Linked DNA regions of Mus musculus: regions 1 and 3 are each linked to region 2. The links are chromatin contacts, called in public HiChIP or PLAC-seq and promoter capture Hi-C maps. All regions are on one chromosome and are shown on one strand. The core of a region is the stretch at or near the end of the contact, and the rest is flanking DNA. Distances in the headings are between cores, read along the strand shown. Region 1 holds the start of Slfn5os (schlafen 5, opposite strand). Region 2 holds the start of Tmem98 (transmembrane protein 98). Region 3 holds the start of Rffl (ring finger and FYVE like domain containing protein).

What was found. Promoter capture Hi-C pulls out the DNA fragments that hold promoters and counts their contacts. HiChIP or PLAC-seq counts read pairs in DNA pulled down with a chosen protein or histone mark.
Region 1: a promoter capture Hi-C map of stem cell-derived epiblast-like cells shows a contact between it and region 2, with 6 times the contacts expected there. The contact joins the promoter of Slfn5os here to the promoter of Tmem98 in region 2. A contact is called at or near these places in 3 of 39 promoter capture datasets (hippocampal neurons, liver and stem cell-derived epiblast-like cells).
Region 3: a contact with region 2 is called in an H3K27ac HiChIP or PLAC-seq map of embryonic stem cells, with 9 times the contacts expected there. The contact joins the promoter of Rffl here to the promoter of Tmem98 in region 2. A contact is called at or near these places in 1 of 39 promoter capture datasets (embryonic stem cells) and 2 of 115 datasets of contacts at active chromatin or transcription factors (both in embryonic stem cells).

What each region holds. Positions count from the first base shown.
Region 1 is chr11:82,959,201-82,962,879 of GRCm38.p6, forward strand. It overlaps Slfn5os (schlafen 5, opposite strand), which reads right to left and starts at 1,481. Exons shown (of 3, transcript NR_045932.1): 1 at 1,405-1,481. Slfn5 (schlafen 5) reads left to right here. Exons shown (of 6, transcript NM_183201.4): 5 at 805-1,528; 6 at 1,700-3,679. The coding sequence ends at 2,504.
Region 2 is chr11:80,807,959-80,812,099 of GRCm38.p6, forward strand. Tmem98 (transmembrane protein 98) reads left to right here and starts at 2,408. Exons shown (of 7, transcript NM_029537.2): 1 at 2,408-2,501. Gm31228 (a long non-coding RNA gene) reads right to left here. Exons shown (of 6, transcript XR_001780272.2): 4 at 3,931-4,053; 5 at 1-1,171.
Region 3 is chr11:82,869,427-82,873,410 of GRCm38.p6, forward strand. It overlaps Rffl (ring finger and FYVE like domain containing protein), which reads right to left and starts at 1,784. Exons shown (of 7, transcript NM_001007465.3): 1 at 1,582-1,784. Rad51d (RAD51 paralog D) reads right to left here. Exons shown (of 10, transcript NM_011235.4): 10 at 3,637-3,984.

The DNA.
Region 1 (3,679 bases), core at 231-2,730, 2.2 Mb after region 2:
TTCTGGATTTTTCTTGGTTTTAGTTGTTTCACCATTAAGCTTTTGCAGGACATAGAACAAAGACAAATTTAGACAGGGTTTCTCTGTGTAGCCCTGGCTGTCCTGGAACTCACTTTGTAGAGGCTGGCCTCGAACTCAGAAATCTGCCTGCCTCTGCCTCCCGAGGGCTGGGATTAAAGGCATGCACCACCTTCCCACTAGTGTTCTCATAGTCCAAGAGAGGTTCTTTCTTGCTGCCTTGGCTACTGTGTTCTCAGTGTAGTCCATGTTGATCACAGCTGGTTATGGGCTCCCTCAGACTCAAGATTGCTTCTCTTTTTGTTACTAATATAAAACTGATCATTGATACATGATAGAGCTCAAAGATCGAGATCTACATCATATAATGGTAGAGTAAGACTAATTACTAGCTACTGATTTGTTTAGTGATTTACTTAAAGCACTGCTTGTACATCTGTTGGCCAAGCAGGGCTTCACTTGCCATCTGAAACAGAATGACCTGGAGAAACAGTTAATAAATAAATAGACAAATAAATAAATAAGTCCTGGCCCTCTAAATCCTGCTGCCTGCCACATACTCTATAAAATCTTGCTTGCTCGCTCCCTCCACCTAGTGGTTTTAAAGTGTAATGCGTTATTACAGATGGCACGGGCATGAAGGCTTTTCATCCACTGGTCCTCTCTTCCACTCTCATTGGTGTTATTCAAGAAAGATTATTCAAGAGTGCTTATTCAAGAAAGATTCCCACAGCAATGGTGATTATTAGCTTGTCTCTGATTCATTCCGATTCTTTCCTTGTCTAGTGTCACCCAACAGGATTACATATACTCCAGAGAGCGTCTACAAGGACCTCTTCGCAGATTACAGAGGACTAAGAAACTTAATAAATATGGAAATGCGCTGTTTCTCTCAAGGGATATTGATCTTCTCCCACAGCTGGGCTGTAGATCTAGGTCTTCAGAGGAGGCAAGATGTCATCTGTGACGCTCTTCTGATTTCCCCGAACAACGTTCCAATCCTGTACACCATTTGCAACAAGTGGGATCTGGGGAACAGGCACTATTCCATGAAAGTTGCCCGTACCCTGAAGCAGAAGCTGGTGAACATGGGTGGCTACCCTGGAAGATTAGGCATCATTCCCTTGGTCTTACCACTGGGTTCTCACCAAAGAGTAAGGAATGACTTAGAAATGCCAGTGTACCCCGAATCCTATAACTTCATAACCACACAGCAGGTGGAAGCTCTGTTGCAATCTCTTGTGATCATCTTGTTTGGGTTCAGACCCCTGTTAAATGAAGAGTTAAACTTGGAGTCTGAGACTGTGGCCCTGCTCTCAGACCAACAGTACGGGTTGCTTTCAACTAACCTGAGCAAGCACAGAGAGATGTTTGTTCACGGCTTACCTGGATCAGGGAAGACCACTCTAGCTCTCATGATCGTGGGGAAGATCAGGAATGTGTTCAACTGTCAAGCTGACAACATTCTTTACATCTGTGAGAACCAGTCCTTGAAGAGGTTCATTGTGAGGTAAGCAACCTGACTATTCATTTCTTTCTGGTGGGCAATTTGAATGGGCGTGGCTTTCGAGGGCTAAGCTCTGGGTTGTTGCTTCCATGCTCAGGAACTATTCCTATCTATTGGGCTGCCTTTCTTTGCTTAGCTGAGGAAATCTGACTGTGTTTCTTACACTTGCATCAGGAAAAACGTTTGCCAGGCAGTGACACGGAAAACCTTCATGAAAAATACCTTTGATAATGTGCAACATATCATCGTGGACGAAGCTCAGAATTTCCGAACGGAGGACGGGAACTGGTACGCAAAGGCCAAAGCCATCACTCAGAGAGCGAGAGATGGCCCAGGAGTTCTCTACATTTTTCTGGATTACTTTCAGATCAATCACTTGTGTTGCAGTGGCCTCCCTGAGCTCCAACACCAGAAGCCGTTATTGAAGCTCACCAGAATGCTCCGCAGCGGAGACAACATAACCAGCTACCTTCAGGATATAATGCATCAAATCAGAGAAAATCCTCCCCCAAATGTCCCCCAAGAAGCCTTGATGGTGGGTGAAGAACTTGAATGGGGTCCAGATGTCACAGGCAACTTAGAGATTACTGATAACTTGAATTTGGAGCAGATGTCAGTCTATGTAGCAGAGAAATGCCAGAGTCTTTGGAGGTCTGGCTATTTCACGGATGTTGCTGTTCTTTTCACTAGAGCCAGAGATATAGAAAAATGTAGAGACAAGCTTCTGCTAGCAATGAGGAGGAGGTCCATGTCTCAGCTCGCTGAGGAGCCCAGTTTACTAGTGCAGGTCAGGGAGGGGTTGGATAGTCTGGGTAGTCACGTCGTGTTGGAGAGTGTTCACCGATTTTCAGGCATGGAAAGAAGTATTGTGTTTGGGATCATTCCAATGGGATCTGAGACGGCCATTTTCTACAATGCTCTGCTCTGTCTGGCTTCCAGGGCAAGGACACATCTGTATATTGTAAAGGTTGTGTTTTGATAGGAAGATGCCAGTTTTCAGTTAGCTTGGGTTGGTCTCTAGCTGTCTTTGAAGCTCTTTGATCTAAACATTTAAGCACCAAAAACATTTCATGTACAATCAGCCACACTCAGGGCAAGCAAATATGAGTATGGGGGATGTAGACAGTAGGAAGAGACAGCAGAGCAATTAGCTGGCACTGAGATATCCTTTCTCTCTCTCTCTCTCTCTCTCTCTCTCTCTCTCTGTGTGTGTGTGTGTATGTGTGTGTGTGTATCAGGAAGGACTGGTTGTTTGAGGTAGGCAGGAAAGAGCTAATTATGAGATGACTGCTGACTTCTCGTAGACTCAGATATTTTCCTTGTTTTTAACACAGCCACCGGCAGAAATGCTTGATCTTGGTGTGTGGAGGGAGCATGAAGGGGAGAGGGGGAGAGAGTGTGTCCATCTTTAGCAGGACATAGTTTGAAATGTAAGTTCACAAACTGCAAGCTATGATTTCAGGGTGAGTCCAGTTCAGTTTAGCTTGTCGAGTTGCTTCCTGTTTTGCCTTTCATCGGCATTGCTGTTTCTGATCTTTGCCTTCTACATGACTTATTTATTCAGAATCTTTGACTCCGCCTTAATACTATTCCTGTGGGGACCCAGAGTTACTACCGTCAAAGTGCCAAAGTGTGGGTGCAGTGGTTTGGAAGGTAGAGGGCCGAAGAGGAAGAATGTACAGAGTCTAAGCCTGGCATCACTCCACACTTAATTTAGTAACCACAGTATGCAAACATAAGTCAAATATCTCTGCTCTCTGTGCGCTCCCCAGTTCAAACAGCCTTTCGAAGGCCGTTGCTGAAAAAATACTCATTTGTCATTTGCTTTAGGTCTCTGTATAGCCCTGGCTGTCCTGGAACTCACTCTGTAGACCAGGCTGGCCTCGAACTCAGAAATCCACCTGCCTCTGCCTCCCGAGTGCTGGGATTAAAGGCATGTGCCACCACGCTCGGCTTCTCTGAAACTCAATATTTAGAGCCAAACAGAGCAAACTTTTCTGGGAGACACAAACAAACAAAAATCCAGAGTTCATTTCCAGGGATGATTTGCAGGAGCAAATCATGAAAACTTAAGGAAAATGAATAAACATAGAGAGTATGATATAAATTGAATAACTTAGAGAAAAAAAATCACACATTCTAATGGGTGGATCG
Region 2 (4,141 bases), core at 1,158-3,657:
AGCATCTAACCCGCTTCTCTTCTCTAGTTATGGGCCTCATCTCTGGATTTGGAGATGCCTGCTACATGGTTTGATGTTCATTCTTGATGAAGTGTGGCCATATTTGGGGGGTATTTGAATTTTGGTGAGACTTCCAGGATACTGCCTCCGCTTCAACTCCCACTGTGAAGGCTGAATGTTCAGGGCCTTCACAGCACTTGGGATCAGAGTACAAGGTTAAAGGGGATGGTCAGAATCCTCCAGGTCTATGGTGTGCAGAGAAGCCTGATCACTTCCTAACAGGGATCCTTACTCTCCTGGTCATTATTTGGGCACTGATGTCTTCCATAGGTTTCCATTTCCACGGGGGACACGGCACTGGGTTCTGTAACTTGCAGGGGGAGAGGGTGGGGGGATACTGAATGCCAGACAGTCTTCTCTGATGGCACTAGAGATGCTTCAGTGGGGGTTGGAATGGCAGAAGTTCTGGAATAGTGGGTGACAGCGGGCTGGGAAAGGTATGCAGTATCCAGGACCCCCTTCTCTGCTTAGCGGGTGGGTAGCATGTGGTTCATCGGGGGAACTCACATCATCTGCTCTGGGTGGCTGCTTGTATGTTTGGTTTCTCTTTCGGAAAATGTTCATTTGTGTTACATCTCTTGTGTAGTCATAAAACCTCAGAGCTGGCCACGGAGGTCACATAGTTGAACTTCCCAGCTTAAGCCCATCTGTCATCCAGCCACCAAGGCAAACAGAAACAGTTCATCTAGGAGACTCTCCAGGATATGAAGACACTGCCCCTAGTGCCTTTTTCTGATATTTGCTGCTGTGCTGTGACCTTTCCCTCACTGATAGGCACAGAGCTCCAAAGGTCTGCATGAAAGCACTTCAGAGGGTGATAAAACCACTCCCCAGCCTTCTCTTCCAGATAGGACGCCAAGAATTGGAAGCAAAGGTCCTCCTCCCCCTCCTCCTTCCCCCTACCCCTCCTCCTCCCCCTCCCAAGTGCTGGGGATCAAACATGGCTTGTGCATGTTGGGTTCACTCTACCACTAGGCTGTGCGGTGCATACGAAGACTGGATGTTGACATTCAGTGTCCTCTTGCACTCGGTAGGTTTCTATTGCTGTGAATACCATTGCCAAAAGCAACTTGAGGAACAAAGGATTCATCTCACCTTACAGGCTTCAGTCCTGAAAGGAAGTCAGGGAAGGAACTCAGCAGGAACCTGGAGGCAGGAACTGAAGCACAGACCTCAGAGGAGTGTAGCTTACTGGCTTGCTCCTCATGGGATGCTCAACCTGCTTCCTTATACAACCTAGGACTGCTTGTCTGGAGGTGACATCCCTTGCATTGGGTAGAACACTTGTATCACATGCAAGAAGTCCTGCATCCAACCTCTAGCAGGGCAAAAAAGGAGCACAAACAAACACACCAAACTAAACAAAAAGACTGGGGTCTGGAGGAGACTATAGGCTCTGGTTTGCAGATACTGCATCGAGTTGATGGAGAAATCACCTGCATCCTTTGGTTCTTGTCATCTTAGGTCCTTGCAAGTGGGGTTGTTTTAGATCTGGACAGGCCACCCACGTTTTACTCGGCCTATGCAGGCTCTGCCTTTTCCTCAGGGCAGATCAGGATATAACTAACCATCCAAAGCCCACTCACTTCTCATTGTAAAACATGGTCTTTATAGACTTTGGGATCCTTACCCAGAATAGTCTGCTCCGTAAGCCTTTGCGGGGGGGGGGGGGGGGGGGGAGGGGGGGCCTGGAATCCTAAACTGCTGCTATCAGCTGGCATCTTTAGGCCCGAAAGCAGCCTATTGGTGACTGTCAACAGCCTGGACTGCGTCCTGACCCGTGAGGTATGTTCTCTCTGCAGTAGGATTTTTAGAACGCACGACTGCCTGCCAGGGTCCTGGCTAGGCAGTGTTTAGCAAGACTCTTTAAGTTAGGCTACTGGTTCACTTTTAGCCCTGGGCCAGGCTCTTGCCCCAAAATGTGTGCAGTGTGTCACTGACCCTGACACCAGTTTCCAGGGTCATTACAGAGGAGGGCGGCAAGGCACAGAGAAGTGAGGTCAAATCGCTCACAGCTATTGAGTCCTTACAATCAATCTGCACACAGCAGCTAGGGCAGCGACCCAGCACTGTGTAAACTGTGGGAGCTCCTACCCCCCACCCCAGGCTGTCCAGCTGGAGGGCAGTGGGTGTGGATGCATCCTGCCCTGGCTTCCGTGGGTGCACGTGGAGGGGTCCTCCGATCGTCAGTGACTGTCTCCCAGCTGCCCTGGCCTCCCGGGACGCCAATCCCCAGGCGGCCAGGGGCCTGGCGGGGACGGCGGCGCCTGGCAGCGGGGGATTTGGGTGCGCTGGCTGGGCCGCCCCGCCGGGGGTGGATCTGGGTCGTCGGCCCGCCCGCCCTCCCGGCATGCCCTGCTGCTGGCCGCTGCGGGCAGCACTCGGACTTGGCCTTGGGGGGGGATCGCGGGGAGCCGGCGTACCCCGGAGCTGCAATTGAGGTGGGTGAGCACGCGGGGCGGGTGGCGGGTGGCGGGTGGCGGGAAGGCTCTCTGTGGGCTGCTGGGACACTGCTTTGTTCTGCCCTGCGGAAACGGAGCAGCGCGCAAGTTGGGGACCAAAGTTGAGCGCGCGTACCAGCCTTCCCTGGGGGCGGCAGGCGGGCCAAAGAAGGGAGAGAGTTGGATCTTGATGGGTTTAAAATCAAATGGAGGGGAAAGCTAAGAGGGAGATGGAACGAGAAAGAGAGATGCAGGGAGAGAGGAAAAGTCACGGAGATACAGAGAACACACAAAGAAAGAAAAGCGCACAAAGGAACGCCCACACCGAGGGATCGCAGAAGGCGGCTGAGGGAAAGTTCAAGAAAGCAAAGACCTCAAAGAAAGTACTGAAAAAGAGAGAAGAGGAAAGCGGCACTCTCTTGCGGGATGGTGGTGGAGCTTGGAGAAATAGGGGCGTGGAAGGGAATATGTGGGGAGCCTGGAGAAGGGATACATTGGAGGAAAACATCTAGAGAGGAAGACATAAAAATAAGGAGGAAAGAAAACGGTTAACATTGCTAGACAGAGAAGGACAGCACAGAGTGTCTAGAGAAACTAAGGCAAACCTGTTCCCTCCCCTTCCTGCTTTCCCAACAGAGTATAAGATCAAAACAAAACAAAACAAAACAAAATAAAAACCAAAAAACTCTGTGAGAGAGCAGCGTTTGCAGACTGCTGAGGAGGCTTCCTTGGCAACTTAAGCCAGTAAAGTCCCCACCCTGTTTACCCGTTCCTCAAAATTCAGCTCAATTATCCCCAGGTTTGCGAAGGAGGCTTTTCTAGAAAGTGCCATGCAAATTGCAGTCTCTTTATTACCCAAGCCTGCACATAGCCCACCTACACAGCTGCATCCTTCTTCCCCACCAGTTCATTGTCATGGGGGAGGGGGATCTGTGTCTTCTGTCTCTAGTCTTCAGAATTCAGTGTTTGCTGTAAGCAGATGGTCAATCTGTGCTCCCCGAGTGACCATCAAGAGAGTTTGAATTCTGGGAGACATAAACATCACACATAGACTAAGTACTGTGGCGAGCCAGCCTGGGGTCCTACAGACTGCTGAGGCATAGCACTCCTTTCTGTAGGTAAAGAAACTAAACCCAGGGAGGGGAGGAAACTTTTTCAAAGGTATGCCTATGGGAGGTCTGCCCTGAAAGGATGCTGTGAAGACCACTTCTCTGAGAGGCTCTGGCCTGAGTTTAACACAGCTTGATAGGCTGCGTCACGCTGCAGGAAGTAATGGCTCACGTTCAGGATGGTGGTCCCAAAGGATTGCATCGTGTGATGATGTCCTAGCTGGTCTTAGTTTGTCTAAGTTCGGTCTGGGTGTTTGACAATGACCACAATACCTGACAGTGCATTTCTCAGAACGGAAAAGCATCTTGTTAAGCCATACCTGACTGTTGGTGTGAGAGAAGCTGCCAGATGGTGCTGCACAAGGAATACTCCACTCTGCTTCTAAGTTTTCAACTCTCAAAGTGTCGGTCGGTCACAACCCATCCCAGGGTTCTCACTCTTCCTTAGAAAGGAAAAGGAAGGTGACTCTTCACTTTGGACCAATGGCTTTCTGATGGCCAGCTATGTAGACCTGGACGAATTCTTTAACC
Region 3 (3,984 bases), core at 534-3,033, 2.1 Mb after region 2:
TTAAATTGGTCAATTTGATGGATTTACAACCCTGGATCCCAGTGTAAAGAGTCAGGATCACAGCTAATCAATATAAGAACTTTTTTGTTTTTTGGTTGGATTTTCCAAGACAGGGTTTCTCTATAGCCCTGGCTGTCCTGGAACTCACTCTGTAGACCAGGCTGGCCTCAAAATCAGAAATCCGCCTGCCTCTGCCTCCCAAGTGCTGGGATTAAAGACGTGCGCCACCACTGCCCGGCCTAAGAAGTTTTAATGTACTGGGCTCTGTGATTAAACATTAAGGTGAGTGTGTATCCTCTGTTACATGGACATCTTTGAACACCATCAAGTTATTAATTAGCCCTGACACATCAATCTGCTACTGTCCTCCAATAAACCACAACTTTTTAACTGTACTCTGGAGTCCAGAATTAGCAAATATGAAATTTTACAAACAGTTGCTAACATTAGAAAGAATGGGGGGGGGGGGGAGAGGAGGGAAGGATAAGGAAGCTGCCACAAAGGAAATATACGGCCAGTTTTGGTCTTAGAACTCTACAAACTGCCCAGGACATAGTCCCCTTCCATTCCTAGAAAAATGCCACAGTATTCGAACAGCCTTGCCCACATTTCAGTATACTGAACTGTCAAGGCAAGAACCACCATGCAGCTCTCAAAAGTGGCGACAGGAAGTCTCTCGGTTCTCCAAGCCACCAGCCAAAACATACATAAGGAGGTTACTATTTTCTTGGAAGGCCACACGCATCCTGGGGTGTTTGTTCATGCGTCACTCTAGCCTTTAACCAGGGCACAGAGTGTGAGTTGTGGGTAAAACCCCATTTCCGAGCTAAGAATAATCTTCCCCGTGGTGGACTGAGAGGAATGTGGAAATCTTCCTCGATTACACAACAGCACCCCCCCACCCCCATGACAGCTTTAAAAAAAAAAAGAAAAAAGGAAGAAGTACGCTGCTGTTGTTTTTTTCTACCGGTCTTAAATCGGAGCTCAAACAGACGCCAGGAAAGGCTGTGGACTCCCCTGATCTACCCAGACTTCCCCATGCCCGGTCAAATGTCTCCTGGGCAGCCAGCTGGAGAGGGGCCCTACTTCCCTCTGAGTCTCGGCCAGGACCACACAGTGGCGACCTAACACACGTCGGGGACAGAGGTCGACTCCCAAGAGGCAGACAGCAGACTCTGGCAGGGAGGAGGGAGGAGGGGAGAGCAGCATCCCAAACTTCCCATCTAACCTCCAAACTCCGAATCTCCAGGGTCCTCCTGGTAGAGAGCCAGTGCCGCCAAAGCTCTGCCTCTGTAGACGGTTTTCTGTCCTACAGAAATGCATCCTTCCCCAGGACCTACCGGGTTCTTACGACACTTGGGTACAAGTTGAGGACACACGTCCCGGGTTACGGCGCACACAGACGAAATGCTTTGCGGCACTTTCATGGGACAGGTGTGGGGTGACCTGGCGGTGGGGAGTTCCTGGAAAGGGCTGCCCCACTCCCGGAGCGCAGCTGGATCCTCACACCCCCCGGAGCACAGCCTGAAGCACCGGATCCTCCAGCCCAACCCGCCACAGCCACAGCCACCGCCTCCTCACCTGCCGCGGACGCTGCCGGGCCACACCTGGGACGGCAGAGGCCAGATCCCGACCGCGGCCACTCAGGCAGCGGGGCTGCGGGGTCTGCGGCCGCCGCAACTCCACGCCTGAGGGGCGCCCGGGTGCCCGAACCACATCCTCACGGGCGGCCCCAGGAAGTCCACCCCCACTAACCCAGTCCCCCGCGGCTCGGCGTGGGCCCCGCCCGTCCAGCGTGCGGCCCCGCCCTCCCGGCTTGCGGCCCCGCCCTCCACCCCACCCCCGCGGGAGCGCACGCCCCCGCCACCATAGAGAGGAATCGGGCGCGCGGCGGTCTAGAGTGCAAGCCTCCGCGAGCGCCCTCTGTCGGAGCCCGGCTAGGTGTGGAGTCCCCAGTCTAGGCCGAGCCAACCAATCCCTTATGTGGTGATCTTGAGCAAGTCCCTTAAGATCACTAACTAGCTTTATAGTAAAGTTTGAATATTGAACCCTTGATTTCATGTTTCATCGTACCCGACAGATTTCCAGAACCCCAGACTCATCTAATTTATTAAGTTTCTTGGCGATATTAAAAGCCAATTCAGTGGGGCATCATAACCTGTCTTTTCCTCCTTGGATAAGCTACTTTCATGTTAGGAAGGTGGGGACACAGCTGAGAAAGGTTGCAGTACAATAAAAACGACTGCTAAGAAACCACCCAGCCATCGTTCATCACCCGTGCACCTTTTGGCAGGCACTTAACCTTTCCAATATCTTCCCCATCCCAGAAAGGCCGGTTGGGCCCGCACATTAAATGAGATAATGCACAAAGGCCTTAGTAAAGCATAAAACACCAGGGTAGCATAGGGGATCATTAGCCAGTGATCTAAGAAGATGCCTAGTCACGGAAGTCATATAAATGCTAATTCTTCTGGCTGGTGTCTAGTGACATCATTTTCTTATGCTTCAGGTTCCCATCAAAGACCTCTCAGAGTTTTCCTGAGCAATTTGTATTTTGATTTATTCAATATTTTGGTGCTTGGGATTTTTGTACATACTAGACAAGTGCTCTACCACAGTGCTACCCCTTGTATTTTAAAATAAAGACTATCAGAAGGGAACCAGAGCTAAAATATGTGCATCCGTACCAGACTCACTTTATAAGCCCTTTGCTATTTCCAGTTCTCAGAACACCCCAGCACGCTCTGTACTGTTATATGCTTGTTATCAACAAGGATCTACATTTTAAGTAATTTTCGAGCTTCCACACAGAGAAAAGCAGAACTCAGATGCAAAACTCTTTCTTTCTCCAACCTGGAGTGTACAGGGAGCCCCGCCTTCTAAGGACCCCTGGCACCTGAGTTGGATGTTCGCCCCTTGCCCCTTTCTCCTGCCTGCTTATTTCTGCAGCTTCGCTTTGCTGCAGTTCCCTATGAGCTCCGCTTCTCTCCGGACTTTTTCCTCCACAAAGGTGTATATCATTTTCTCCCTTCCCTTTCTGGTTTCCGTTCCTTTGACGCACCAACATTGTCCATCCTCTGATATTTCTGAAATGGGTCTGAGCGCCGTGCTGGAGACACAGGTTCTTCACCACACTGTCCATCTCTGGATATGAATGATAGCCACAGACATGTAATAGGTCCAAAACAGAAGTGAAAGGAGATCCAGACCTGCGATTTTTGTTGTTGTTGTTGTTAACTCACAACCAGAGTGCCCAGTTCTGAAAAGGAAGTGCACTTACCCCCCACCCCACCCCACCCCACCCCCAGTCGGACGATAATCAGGGCCTGAATTCATGGTATCCAACAGAAATCCTTTTTTCAGGGCCCTCTGGTCCATATTGTGGCTAAATCATCCGACTGCTGCTAAATAATGAGCAGCTTACTGGAGCGAGGCCTCGGACCCACACCCCTCCTTTCTCCACCTTAGGCGTTATCACCATCACAATTTTTCATCTTTATCGTGCCCTTCCGCAGAGGCATTCAATAATGTACCCATTGTGCGAGTAATCTGAAATCCTTTTCGGCGAGCAATAGTATTTAGTAGTAATAAAACACTAATTTGTCTACCAAGTGACATATTTATAGGAGCTGTTTCCTTTGACATATTTTTATTATTTCTACTCATTTGCTAAGTACTTTCCAATACATATTTATAAAGCACACGCCTTTCCCCAAACAGCACTGAAAAAATAAATCACATTATTTCTTTTATTAGTAGCAGCAAGGCTTCTAAGTCCTAGTGCCCTGATTTCTGTTACTTCTGGCAGGCGCCAGAAGAACTAATAGTGATGGAGCACCTACTATGTGCTAGTCTCTCTGTGAAAGGCACTTTGCATAAATCACCTACTTAACTCCCCTGAGATACACATTTTACCAATAAGGAAAATGTAACTCTGTATAACATAGATTTTTACCAGTAAAACAAACACATTATCTTGTCCAA